2 separate regions of the Mus musculus genome follow, and region 1 is linked to region 2. The links are chromatin contacts, called in public HiChIP or PLAC-seq maps. All regions are on one chromosome and are shown on one strand. Each heading gives the region's core, a stretch centred on a gene start, on an enhancer-like site or on the middle of the called end of the contact. The rest is flanking DNA. Distances are from core to core; before and after follow the strand shown.

The links. HiChIP or PLAC-seq counts read pairs in DNA pulled down with a chosen protein or histone mark.
Region 1: a BATF HiChIP or PLAC-seq map of CD8 T cells shows a contact between it and region 2, with 7 read pairs. The contact joins the enhancer-like site here to the promoter of Tigd2 in region 2. A contact is called at or near these places in 1 of 39 promoter capture datasets (macrophages), 1 of 484 Hi-C or Micro-C datasets (the HL-1 cell line), 2 of 115 datasets of contacts at active chromatin or transcription factors (CD8 T cells and embryonic stem cells) and 1 of 9 other capture datasets (liver).

What each region holds. Positions count from the first base shown.
Region 1 is chr6:59,248,040-59,254,794 of GRCm38.p6, forward strand. No RefSeq gene overlaps it. Among named protein-coding and RNA genes, the nearest start is that of Tigd2, 43 kb to the left of the region's middle. Within about 2 kb of position 2,717, at least 10 of the 459 cell types and tissues checked have an H3K27ac peak or open chromatin away from gene starts, as enhancers often do. A contact at or near this core is called in CD8 T cells, where this site is marked.
Region 2 is chr6:59,206,912-59,213,378 of GRCm38.p6, forward strand. Tigd2 (tigger transposable element derived 2) reads left to right here and starts at 1,959. Exons shown (of 2, transcript NM_001081145.1): 1 at 1,959-2,270; 2 at 2,428-5,122. The coding sequence starts at 3,239. The coding sequence ends at 4,816.

The DNA of each region.
Region 1 (6,755 bases), core at 1,467-3,966, 42 kb after region 2:
ATTGTGTTCTGGATTTTCTGGATGTTTTGGGTTAGGAGCTGTTTGCAATTTGCATTTTGTTTGATTATTGTGTCAATGTTTTCCATGGTATCTTCTGCACCTGAGATATTCTATCTTCTATCTTTTGTACTCTGTTGGTGATGCTTGCATCTATGACTCCTGATCTCTTTCCTAGATTTTTAATCTCCAGGTTTATCTCCCTTTGTGATTTCTTTATTGTTTCTATTTCCATTTTTAGATCCTGGATGGTTTTGTTCAATTCCTTCACCTCTTTGGTTGTGTTTTCCTGTAGTTTTCTAAGGGACTTTTATGTTTCCTCTTTAAGAGTTTCTACCTGTTTACATGTGTTCTCCTGTATTTCTCTAAGGGAGTTATTTATGTCCCTCTTAAAGCCCTCTATCATCATCATGAGATGTGATTTTTACCTCAGAGTCTTGCTTTTCTGGTGTGTTGGGGTAATGAGGGTTCACTTTGGTGGAAAAACTGGGTTCTGATGATGCCAAGTAGCCTTGGTTTCTGTTGCTTATGTTCTTTCCCATGCCTCTTACCATCTGGTTATCTGTGGTGTTAGGTACTCATGTTGTTTCTGACTGTCTGCAAACCTTTTTGTCAGATCTCCTGGAGACCAGTTCTCTCTGGGAGGAATTTGGGTATGGAGGGCTGTGACACAGGACCAGCTCCCAGTACAGATGGAAAATGAATGAATCCTCTCCCAGGCTGCACCTCGGTTCCTATGTCCTGAGGGCTCTGGGTGGGTCCCTTTAAGCAGAAGTAGTGGTCTGACCTGTGCTCACAGGCATGTCTGAGTTTCTTGGAGGTCAGCTCTCTTCTTGTGCTATTTGGGTATGGTGCGCTGTGGCACAGGAATAGCTCTGGGTGCAGATGGAAACCAGAATTCAGATGGAAACCGAAAGGCATTCATTTAAGAAATATGTACTGAAGTAAAAATGAAGTTAGGTGGAAGAAGGAGCAAGGGAGAAAGAAGAAAAATGAAGGTTTAAAGAAATATAGAAAACAATAAAAAGAAAAAAAAACAAAATTAGGAAGAGAGGAAATGCAGCCATGATCGTTCAAATAAGTCTTGAACTAGAATTCACACTTTAGTCGGTTAACTAGGAAATCAAAGAAAGCCACAAAAATTTGATACCTCTATACACAGTAATTCATCGTTACAAAAATATTAGAAATATCCATTATCTCCACTATCATGATCATTTCTCTATGATTATCATTTATGAGAGTAAAATAACTGCTTTGTTATTTCTATATTGCTTCAGCTTCATGAGGCTTTAGTTCTGTAAGTTTTGATGATAATTGTTTCATGTTGGATAATCAAATATGCCATAGGGTTATCAAATGGTTAACTTGGAGTCTATATATCCTGCAGTTTTATGCATAGAATTCATGCAGCGTATGAATTTAGAAAGGAAACAGTGGCAATATTTCTCTGCTAACTCCTGTCTGAAATTTAGCCTTCCCTCTGTTTGAGAGGATGAGCAACATGTGACCATGTTATCACCTCCTTATGCATTCCATTATCATCATACATTCTGCAGATTCCTCAACATCAGCTACTTACCAGCTTGTCTAAATCCATAGTGGACTTGACACTGGTTCTAGATTTTGTTATCTTTATGTTGAAACATATTCAACAAATAGTAACTATATTTTATTCCGTGTACTTAAAACACTCTTATGAAAATGTTTTCAAAAAGTTCCATGGGCACAAAAAAGATTAAGAAATTGTTATTTGCAAGTACCGGATGTCTCCTTTGATTGCAGATTTTCTCTGGTCTAGACATATATAGAAGAAAAATAGTGGTGCTTACAAGCATCATCAGCAGGTGGCAGCACACAACTGACAAATTTTTCAACATCAAATTCCTTGCCTGAGTTAATATATGTTTTCAGAAAGTAGATTTTGGTCATTTAGTCTTCTAACTGATGTTCTATGCTCTCTTTTATATAATATATGATACCACAAAATGCCTCCCTATTTGATAAAGATCTTTCTCAGCCTGAGACACAAAATGAAATTAAAAAATGTCCCAGCGTTTCCTAAATATATTTTAAAAATTACCCATAAGTCAGAAACGTGAAGAAAAAAAAGAAGAAAAGAAAAGAAAAGAGAAAAAGAAAAAGAAAAAGAAAAAGAAAGAGAAAGAGAAAAAGAAAAAGTAAAAGTAAAAGTAAAAGGAAAAGGAAAAGAAAAAGGAAAAGAAAAAAGATAAAACTTCTTAACTAAAACTCCAGGTACTAATTCAACTATATTTTCACTGTGTACTTGATGGTTAACTTCTGAACTGTATAAAACTATTCTCCAATCTTATTTATAATCACAGGCTAAACTAATTAAGCTTTGTAGTATTTTAATTTACATTTTTTGAGATTTCCATATGAGTACCTTTGTAGTCACCCTTCCCTCTTCCTCTTTCCAACTCTTCCTATGTCACACACTCCCTCTCAAATTCATTACCTCTTTTTAATTATGTTACACACTGTGTGTGTGTGTGTGTGTGTGTGTGTGTGTGTGTGTGTGTGTGTGTGTTAGGATTGATCACATAGTATTGGATAACCTATCAATGGGTTTATTCCTGGAGAAAGTTGATTCTCTCATCAGCCACTGATTTGCCTTCAGCTCTTCATAGAGAGATGTGGCCTTGTGACACTCCCTTCCCCTCAACATTTGCATGTCAAGTGGCATTGTCATTATGCAATCACATTGTGGAGATTTCAGGGGTGCAGTTTCCTTGTCCCATCTAGAAGGCACTGTCCTATAGCAGAATACCTGATCCTCCAGGACTTGCAGTTCTTTCTGTCCCCTTTTTGGTTTTCATTGCAGATGGGGCTGGGTACCCTATCAAAAATTGTTTGTTTGTTTTCTTTTTTCTTTTTCTTTTTTGCATTTAGATTAGTTGTTAATTTTTGCAATGGTCTCCATCTGCTGCCAAAAGAAGCCTCTTTGGTAGGGAGTGGGAACTACACTTTTTTATGGGTATAAAGATAGGTATTTAAAATAGAGTTAGCAATTATAATGTTTTTAAAAAATGGCAGGCTGCCAGGTGTAGTAGTACATGCCTTTCACCGCAGAACTTAGAGGTGAAGATGTGCAGATTTCTGTAAGTTCAAGGCCAGCCTGGTTTACATAGTGAGTTTCAGGCCAGGGTTACATAGTGAGATCTTGTCCTCAAAAACTTTAAAGAAGAAAGAACAGTAAAACATTTTCCTCCTGGGCCTATGACTTTTCCAGCTAGGTGCATAGTCCCAGGCATGAGTCACCCATTAAGGGAGACTTAACTCTACTTAGACACTGTTAGTTACTTCCAGGATAAAAGTACTCTGATTGCACCACTGAGGATATCTCACCAGGCTGCTCATTATTGTGTTCTGTAGGTTTAACGGGTGTGTAGGACCACCGACTGATTTCTCTCTCCTTGTAGCTAGCACAGTATCTTCCAATACTAAAAGGAATTAGTCTTCAATGAGAAGGCTTCAAAGTCAGGCCAAGATTGACTTCTAAGTATGAGGAATAGGCTCTTATCTTCAACTTCTGGGAGACAACTAAAGGCAATGGCAATAGTTTATAGTATTTTGAAAGTCTTTTTCAAGCCTAAACAGCAACTGAAAGGGAAATTTCCCATGCCTCACACTGGAAATTTTGTCTTCTTTTTATTTATATGAGTACACTGTAGCTGTCTTCAGACACACCAGAAGAGTGCATTGGATCCCATTACAGATGGTTTTGAGCTACCATGTGGTTGCTGAGAATTGAACTCAGGACCTCTGGAAGAACAGTCAGTGCTCTTAACTGCTGAGCCATCTCTCCAGTCCATGGAAATTTTTTTTTAGTCTGTATCTTGGGAGAGCATTATCACCTAGTGTAGCATATTATCTATCTATCTATCTATCTATCTGTCTGTCTATCTATCTATCTATCTATCTATCTATCTATCTATCTATCTATCTATCAATCTAGTCTATCTAGCAATATAGATGTAGTTCATATATACACAAATTATATGTAAATATATAAATAAGTTACATACAATACATAATAAATAATAGAATCATTTGTATATATAAACTATTTATATCTATATTGGCCTCTTTTGTATGAATTATTATTGCACACACATATATGGAATGTGTATGTATATATATATCTATCTATATAAATATACACACACACACACACACACACACACACACACACACACACACATATATATATTCCTACGTATAAGCTGTTGAATCCATATAATACTACCTGTTTGGGTAGTCATGTTGTGTCTGGTTTATGGGTATAGCTTCTAATATTACTAGGAGACACAATCTTATAGCAAACACCCTGATATTCTGTTTCATACGATATTTCTGTCTCCTCTTTTGCAGGAGTATTATAGATGAATATAAATAGTTTTAGTAAGCTTATAAAATGACATTTTCCTATGGCTTTAATAACATTCTAGTGTTATCTATATTTTCTTCCTCCCTCTCCTGATTGGTTCCTCTTCCCTCTCCCCATTCGTTTCCTTTCCCCATGTTTTCCTTCATAGAACCTAGTTCCCAATATCCTTCTCCCTAGAGAGCCATCCTTCTCTAAACCCCAACCCCTAGTGCATCTTTTCTACTTTCCTGGCTTTGGGGTTATTTCAGGTCAGGTGCTCACATCTAAATATTTGAAGCTAGAATCTATACGTGAGAGTGTTTGTGACATTTGTTTTTCTGAGTCTGGGTTGTTTCACTCAGTATAACATTTTCTAGTTCCTCATTTAGCTGCAAATTTTATTATTTAAATTTCCTTTACAACTAAATAATATTATACATTGTCTGTATACCATTTTTTTATTATCCCTCATCAATTGAAGTATATTGTTTCCATTTCCTAACTATTTTGAACAGAATCATAGTGAACATGGCTAAGAACAGTATAGCTGGATCACCTGGTAGATGTACTTACAGCTTTTTCAGAATCTTCACGCTGAAGTCCAGAGTGTGTGCATGAACAGTGGATGAGGGTTCAATCCATTTCCCATATCTCTTCCAGAATTTCTTGTCAACTCTTTCGTTGGTCATAGCCAGTATGATTGGTAAGATGAAATCTCAAGATAGTTTTAATTTTCATTTCTGTAATTGCTAAGGATGTTGAATTTGTTATATATATAAATATAAATGGAACCTCATAAAATTAAAGCTCTTCTGTACAGTAACAGAATAATCAATATATATATGCTGTTTTTATTTCTGTTTTGGGAGCTCTCTATTCAGATCTATGGCCCATTTTTAAATTGGGTCATCTGTTTTCTTGATTTTTTGTTTTATGTTTTTAGTTCTTTGTATAATCTACATATTAACTTTCTATAAGGTATATTTTTTTCAAAGATTTCTCTCACCCTGTGGACTTTTTTTTTTACTCAATTGATTATTCTGTTACTGTACAGAAGAGTTTTAATTTTATGAGGTTCCATTTATTAGATGTGGGATTTCTGATCAAATGAAAACTGGTTCAGAAAGTCTGTTCCTACACTGCTTAAGTTTTCTTTAACCAGTTTCAGCATTTCAGATTTCATATTGAGTTCTTTGATCCGTTTGTAATTGTTGTTTATGAAGGGTGGTTTGGGACTAACTTCATTCTCCTGTACGTGGACCTTCAGTTTTCCCAGCATCATTTATTGGAAATGCTGTCTTTCATTGTTTACTTTTGACACTTTGTCAAGTATCAAACAGCTATGTTACATGCTCTCATGTTTGGATCTTCTGCTTTGTTCCAATGCTCTAAATGTCTGGTTTTGTGTCAGTACCATGCTGTTCTTATTACTATAGTTCTGTAGGATAGCTTGAGACTTGGTATAGGAATCCTTGCATATTGCTATTTTTTGTTCTGGATCACTTTGCCTGTCTAGGTTCTTTTGTGGTTCCCTATGAAATTTAGCATGAATATATTTTGACTGTGGAGTTAGGCCATAAACTGCTACTATGTAAACTCCGTAAAAAGTATGATGGAAGATGTTGATTGTTCTCTCTCTCTCTCTCTCTCTCTCTCTCTCTCTCCCTCTCCTGATTGTATTCTTATTTCTACTTTATCTTTTAATAATTATAACTGCATTTGTTTTCTTTCTGTGGTCTCATGACCTTGCATCAGCCTCTCTTCAGTCTGAATTGTTGCTTGTAGAATTATATGTAGGACAGATTTGGTGGTTTTCTTTTTTCTTTCTTTAATCATGTAACATAGTTATGCTGGGTACAGTAATCTAGATTAACATCTGGGGTACTTCAGAACTTGGGGTGCATTGCTCCAGGTTCTTCCAGCTGTCTATGTATCCTTGAGGAGTCAGCTGTTACTCAGACAGGTTTTCTTTGTATGTGACTGTGACTCTCCTCTTGCAGCATTCAATACTCTCTCTAGGTTGGTCATTTTTGTTTTTTAACCTGTGATGTGATATAGGGATTTTCTTTTCTAGTCCTGCATATTTGGTGTTTTGTGTGCTTCTTGTAACTTTATAAAAATGTCTTCTGTTACTTTGGGGAACTTTTGTTCTTTGATCTAGGCCATTAGCCTAGGATTTGTCTTCTTATACACCTATAATTCATAGATCTGGTCTTAGTGTTCCAAAATTACTGAGTACCCCTTTCATGTGTTTTAAATATTTTATTTTTTATTTTTTATTTGATATTTTCTTTATTTACTTTTCAAATATTATCCCCTTTCCTGGTTTCCCTCCAAAAATCCCCTATCCCCTCCCTCCTTCCCATGC
Region 2 (6,467 bases), core at 709-3,208:
TGGAAAGACAATACATGTCTAAGCTTTTGACATAGCATGCCCATGACAGTTCATGTGTGTGCACATGTGTGTGTGCTGCAGTTGTAACATTCCAGTTTGGCACTACCACTGTCATCTTGAAGAAAGCAGCTGAGGTTCAGACTATGTTATTCGTTCATAGAGAGAAGGAGATGCTCACCAGGCTCATAAGGCACCCACAAAATAGGGCTCTATTAATATTCCCTCATGGAGGGCGTGGGTAGTTCATGTGGTCACAGGTCTTGTAGGGTTCTAGAGGCTTGACAGCCTTTATGATATCGGCATCTGGCTTTTGTTCTTCATGAGGTTACAGAAGGGGTAAACAATTGACTGGGGGTAGATTCTACAAATACTCATCAAACACACTATGGAGAAGGAAATTAGCTTCCAAAAGTGGGATGGGCAAGCAAGGCAGGATTTTTTTTTCATTTTTTCTTCTTTAATACCATAGGCCACAGTGACCCCAGGAGGCTGGAAGAGAGGAAAGCCAGGCAAACTTCCGTTTGGCTAAGAACAGCCTGATTTCTATGAGGTTGGCAGTCTGAAAGCTAGTTCTCCTCTGTTAAGGAATGAACAGGTGCGAGTGTTTTTGCGCACTCCTTAAGAACGAGAAGGGAGAAGGGAAGTTTTTAAAAGCAATATGAATGAAATTGTTCTTTACTAGGAATGGTCATTTGGAACCACTCAGATTGCTTCCTTGTAAGCTTGAAGCGGGTGAGAGTTATGGGAAGTCTACTTTCAGGCAAAACTAGGGCTTGTCCAAAGTCATCCATAGGACAGCAGAGATAGATCAAAGATCAAAGGATTTCCATCCAGCAGGCCAGAGAGTGGAAGGGTGGGACTCTGAGAATAGCAGCACAGAGAAGGCTTGGGAGACAAAAGAGGGCCAGTAATCAACATTCTTTCTCTGCAGAGTGAATGAATGCTTGGTTTGATTTCCCTCTCTCCTGGTGCTAGAATTCTAGAGAAACAAACAAATAAACAACCTCTTCTGAAACAGAATAATCCACATTAGGTTGTAGTTTGTGGAAGAAGGATTTAAAAACAACACCACCTAAAAAACTATTATGCAAGAGAGGGGCTCTACGCTGGGACTGGATACAGGTGGAAGTCTTGAAATTCCCCTTTGACAGCAGGAAGTGGTCCTTATATTCCTGCACCAGCATTAAGGTCATCAGTGCCGACCGTCATGCTGGCTGGCCTCTGGTATCCGGCTCTGTGTTGCCGCAGCCGCAGAAGAGGGCAAAGAGGCTCTGTGCACTCCCTGGGCCTTTTTATTTTTACATTTGATAACTAGATTTAAGAAAAATAACAAGTATCAAGTACAACCTTTAATCTCTTAAATTTCACAGTAGGTATTCCAAATATTTGATTTTTGGCTTTTGGTAATTATATAATTTTTCAAAAAACAAAACAAAACAAAACAAAACACCACAGTGGATTTAAGACTATTCATTTAATAATTTAACTTCATAAAACATCAATACTAAATTGTAACATTGTAAACATGATTAAAATATATCTTAAGCTACTGAAGAAAGAAAAAAGAAAAAAACAACATGATCCTCAAAACAGCACAACTCTCACTTCCTTGGACACAAATATAGGAAAATTACCCAAATGATACTAACAGAACAACCTGTTAGTTAGAAGATAACAGAAGAGAGTCCTTGAGGGAAGATTCCTGGAAGGTTACAGCTGTAAACTCATTAGGGCCTTAAAATATTCCCTGAGTCTTACCAGAAAGAAAACCTTGCTATTATTCCCTTCTCATCTGCAAAGTCCGGCCACCTAGAATCACCCTGCGTCGCCCTCTGCTGGTCTCAGCCGTGAGCCACACGCTGGGTGTCCGGAGGCGGAGCATTGGCCAAGCCCCGCCCCTCCCCCAGAAGCCGCGCCCCCGTCAGCGGGCTCGCCCGCGCATCCCGCCCCTCGCCGACAACACGTTCCTGCGGGGGCGCGCGCGCGCACCTAATCCCCTGCCTTCCGGCTCGGCCGCGCAGCTCCGTTGCGCGCTCGCTCTGCGGTGGCTGGCGGGGTCGACTTCGCTGGGGACTTCCTCTGCTGGCTCTGCGTTCTGGCCGGTCAGGCGGAGCGATGCCCGCACCCTGCTTCCCGGCGTCCCGCGCGCCTGGTGACCAGTCGCTCGCTGTAGGGCTGCGGCCGTGACCCTCTGCCTCCGACTTTCACCCAGCGTCCGGCTCGGAGCTTGCTGGCCGGCGGTCTCGGAGAGGCCCTGGTAGTGTCAGGAGGTAGGCTCTCAGCTCCCGGGTGGTGCCTGCGAGCGTTATTTGTCTATTACCTGTCAGGTTGATAGGTGGCAATGTCCTAGACACAGTTGCAGGGGTAGGTATGAGTTATACGGTGGACTGATACTGAAAGGAAAACGTGTTTGGTATTTTCCTATAGGTTTCAAAGGCTCGAGTACCTCTACCACCCCAGCAGCTACTTCTGTGGTCATGGAGATCTTCTTGCACCAGGATTACTGTATGGTCTTCACCCAGCCTACCACCCCCTAGTTGCAGCCTTGGGTCCTGATTTCCACCAATGAAGTTTTTTATCCTTTCTTGAATCATGTGACATCACTTGTCCGCTGTTTCCCTTTCAGTTGCCATTAGCAATAAGTTCTTTTTGGTTTAAAGTACTGAGTTGTTTGCCTGTCCACTTACATTCTAAGAGGTGAGACAGCTCACCTCTGCTCGCTGTGACTTTCATAGGTACTCATCAAGAGTCCTTGCCTTGAAGAGAGCGTTCACTCACTTGGCTGTCTGACACAGACATCAACAGTCAGGCTGTGAGGCTTCCTGCTCCGTGTTTCTGTCTGTTAAGTGTGCAAGCCCGAGTAAAACTGTTTTCTTGAACGTAGCATAAGAAAAAAAGAAAAAGAAAAAAAGACCCATGGTAATGGCAAAAATTGATCATCATGAGAATGTTTTAGAAACCTCGGTAGGACAATATTGATTCAACTTAGAGCTTTCAGTAAGGCTGCAATTTAATGAAAAGAGCAAGGAGGAAGAAGAGAAACAAGGGTTATCTGGAGCTATTCGTTGTCATAGGAACAGGTTAAGTTCTAAAATGCAAAGGGAAAAACTCGGACTTTCGTTGAAAATTGTTATAACATCCAAGTCTTAGGGAACAGCTGAGGACTCTTAAGCCTCCATTTTCTGGTCTCTTTGTGTTCAAATCTAAGTTGTTAATTGTCTAAAATAATTAGACTAAAATGTTGGGGAAACGTAAACGTGTGGTCCTGACAATTAAAGACAAACTTGACATTATTAAGAAGCTTGAAGAAGGCAACTCCTTCAAAAAACTTTCTGTCCTGTATGGAATTGGTGAATCCACAGTTCGTGACATTAAAAAAAACAAAGAGAGAATTATAAACTATGCCAACAGTTCAGACCCAACTAGTGGGGTGTCCAAGCGTAAATCCATGAAGTCGTCAACGTATGAGGAGCTTGACAGAGTGATGATAGAATGGTTTAATCAACAGAAAACAGATGGCATTCCAGTGTCTGGAACGATCTGTGCAAAGCAGGCTAGGTTCTTCTTCGATGCATTGGGCATGGAGGGTGATTTTAATGCCTCTTCTGGCTGGCTTACTAGGTTTAAGCAGCGCCACGGTATTCCAAAGGCTGCAGGGAAAGGCACAAAATTAAAAGGGGATGAAACTGCTGCCAGTGAATTTTGTGGTAACTTTCAGGAATTTGTGGAAAGAGAAAATCTCCTACCAGAACAGATTTATGGTGCTGACCAAACTGGATTGTTCTGGAAATGTCTACCAACGAGGACATTGGCTTTTGACACGGACCAGAGTACTTGTGAATATAGGACAAGCAGAGAAAGAATCATTATTATGTGTTGTGCAAATGCCACAGGTTCACACAAGCTTAATCTCTGTGTTGTGGGGAAAGCAAAAAGACCCCGTGCATTCAAAGGTACTGACCTTTCAAACCTCCCTGTCACTTACTTCAGTCAAAAAAGTGCATGGATCGAGCCATCTGTTCTCAAACAGTGGTTTGAAAAGTGCTTTGTGCCACAGGTGCAGAAGCATCTGAAATCCAAAGGGCTTCGAGAAAAAGCAGTACTACTTTTGGATTTTCCTGCAGCACATCCAGCTGAAGAACTGCTGAGCTCAGATGATGGCAGAATAATTGTGAAATATTTGCCACCAAACGTCACAAGTCTAATTCAACCTATGAGCCAGGGAGTTCTAACCACAGTCAAAAGATATTACCGAGCAGGACTTATCCAGAAGTACATGGATGAAGGAAATGACCCAAAAACATTTTGGAAGAATTTGACTGTGTTGGATGCAATTTATGAGGCATCAAGAGCCTGGAACCAGATAAGATCAAACACCATAACCAGAGCGTGGAAAAAACTTTTCCCTGGCAATGAGGAAAACCCGAGTGTGAGCATCGATGAAGGAGCCATTTTAGCAGCTAATTTAGCAACGGTTTTGCAGAATACTGAAGACTGTGAACATGTTAACATTGAAAATATTGAGCAGTGGTTTGACTCTCGGAGTAGTGGCTCAAACTGTCAGGTGTTAGCTGACATTGTAGGTGCTGCAGACCGGGCGAAGGTCACTGAGCAAAAACCTTCTAGGAAAACTAGGAAAGCAGAACTGAATCCAGAGAAGCATATTAGTCATAAAGCTGCACTTGAATGGACTGAAAACTTGCTGGATTATCTAGAACAACAAGATGACATGCTACTCTCTGATAAGCTGGTATTGCGGAGGCTTCGGACCATTATAAGAAGAAAACAGAGAATACAAAATAAAAGTCATCTATAATACTCCCTTCTGTTGCTATGTATTTTCATCTTTGTGACTTCTATCTGCAGTGGAATTTATCTAAAGCCAAATAAATGTTACAGATGATTAGGATTAGATGATGTTTTGGATTACTTAAATTACACCTCTTTAATGTTGGCTCTGATTGAGCAATGACATGGAATTCATTTGTCAGTGTCTAAACTGTTTTATACTAATTAGATCATAGTATACTGGAGGCTGAGATATGTTGTGTACTGAATTTCAACATGTCTAGTGATGGGCAATGCACACTGTAGGCTCTCAATAAATCTTGCTCAAATTGAATTTTGATGACTTTTTCTGAATATCAGTTTGTAAAGTAAAAAATATTGGAGATGAGTTCACATTTCCATGGGTGAGACTCTTAAGAGGGTTCAGCGAAGATTGTTCTTGAAGGATTTTGCTGTGACTCTGTTGAACTAGATAACAGTGGTGTAAACCCTTGGAGACAACATTGCTTTCTGGCAAAATTTGGGCAGCAAGCTATTGAGATTGACCACTGGTGATTACAATGAAGGAAAAGGTCAATTTAAAACATCCCAAGAGAAAGGCATGGGGTGTCAGCCTTATTCTACCTGACAGAAGTTCTTTAATTGTGTGGAAGGTAAACCAGCCTTTTTTCACAAATTTTAATTTCCTAAAGAATTAGTGTTTAGAAAAATTAAAAGGTAAGTGTTATTACCTGTCATGTTTATTCTTTAAAAGGGTGTCAGCATTTTTAAAAACCTCATAGGTATTTATGTAACACTAAAGTACACCATTGTTTTCATGGGGTGTGTTTTTTGTGAAGTGCTGAGAAAATAAGCATACATACAAACTGTGGAACCAGTACATGAACAGTGAGCTGACATTTGATTGAACATGAGGGAAATACAGTACAAAGGCCTCAAGTTGGTGTGTGACCGGACCACAGCCATGTTATCCTCACATCTCTAAAACAGTAAAACAACCCATTTCTCAGATATTGAAAGGATTAAATGAGTTAATACATGACTTTTAATACTTGAGTCCTAGAAACGAGTCCTTGAGTGTTAGCTATGGTTCCTGTGCTGCAGACATTACATTTCAGAAATAGGCTGAACATATCCAGTGTGGAACCCAGAGTGATATTTCTGCATTAGGAAACTCCTTCCATAGGAAGTGAGAGGAACAAAAGCATGTGTAGTTTCAGCAGAATATGACAATTACTTCCATGTTAACAAAGAGGTTAATCCTACTTAGGATCTATTGGTTAAGTATGGAGTGATCTCTATAGACAGGTAGGTTGAAATAGGAAATGGAATTGTTCCTGGTTGTTCTTAGCACATTGGAAATGAAATACATGTTATGCTTGTTTCTAGAAGAAAAGCTCTGTGAATGTTGGCATATCCACTGAAGCAGTACAGTACCTTTTAAAGTATATAAGCTAGTAGGAAGCAACACACATAGGAAATTTTATCCAGCTATATTAGCAGGATTTCTTTGACAAACCAAAGAAATATCACAGGAGACTGGATCTAATAGGTTCTACCATTTACAATAAGATTCCTTATGATCTGAGAGGAATTTGCAGCTCCCATATAACAATTTTTTTCTGAGACTCCTATGTTTAATATTCTGCCTTTTTTTTTTATTGAGATAGCTTTAGATT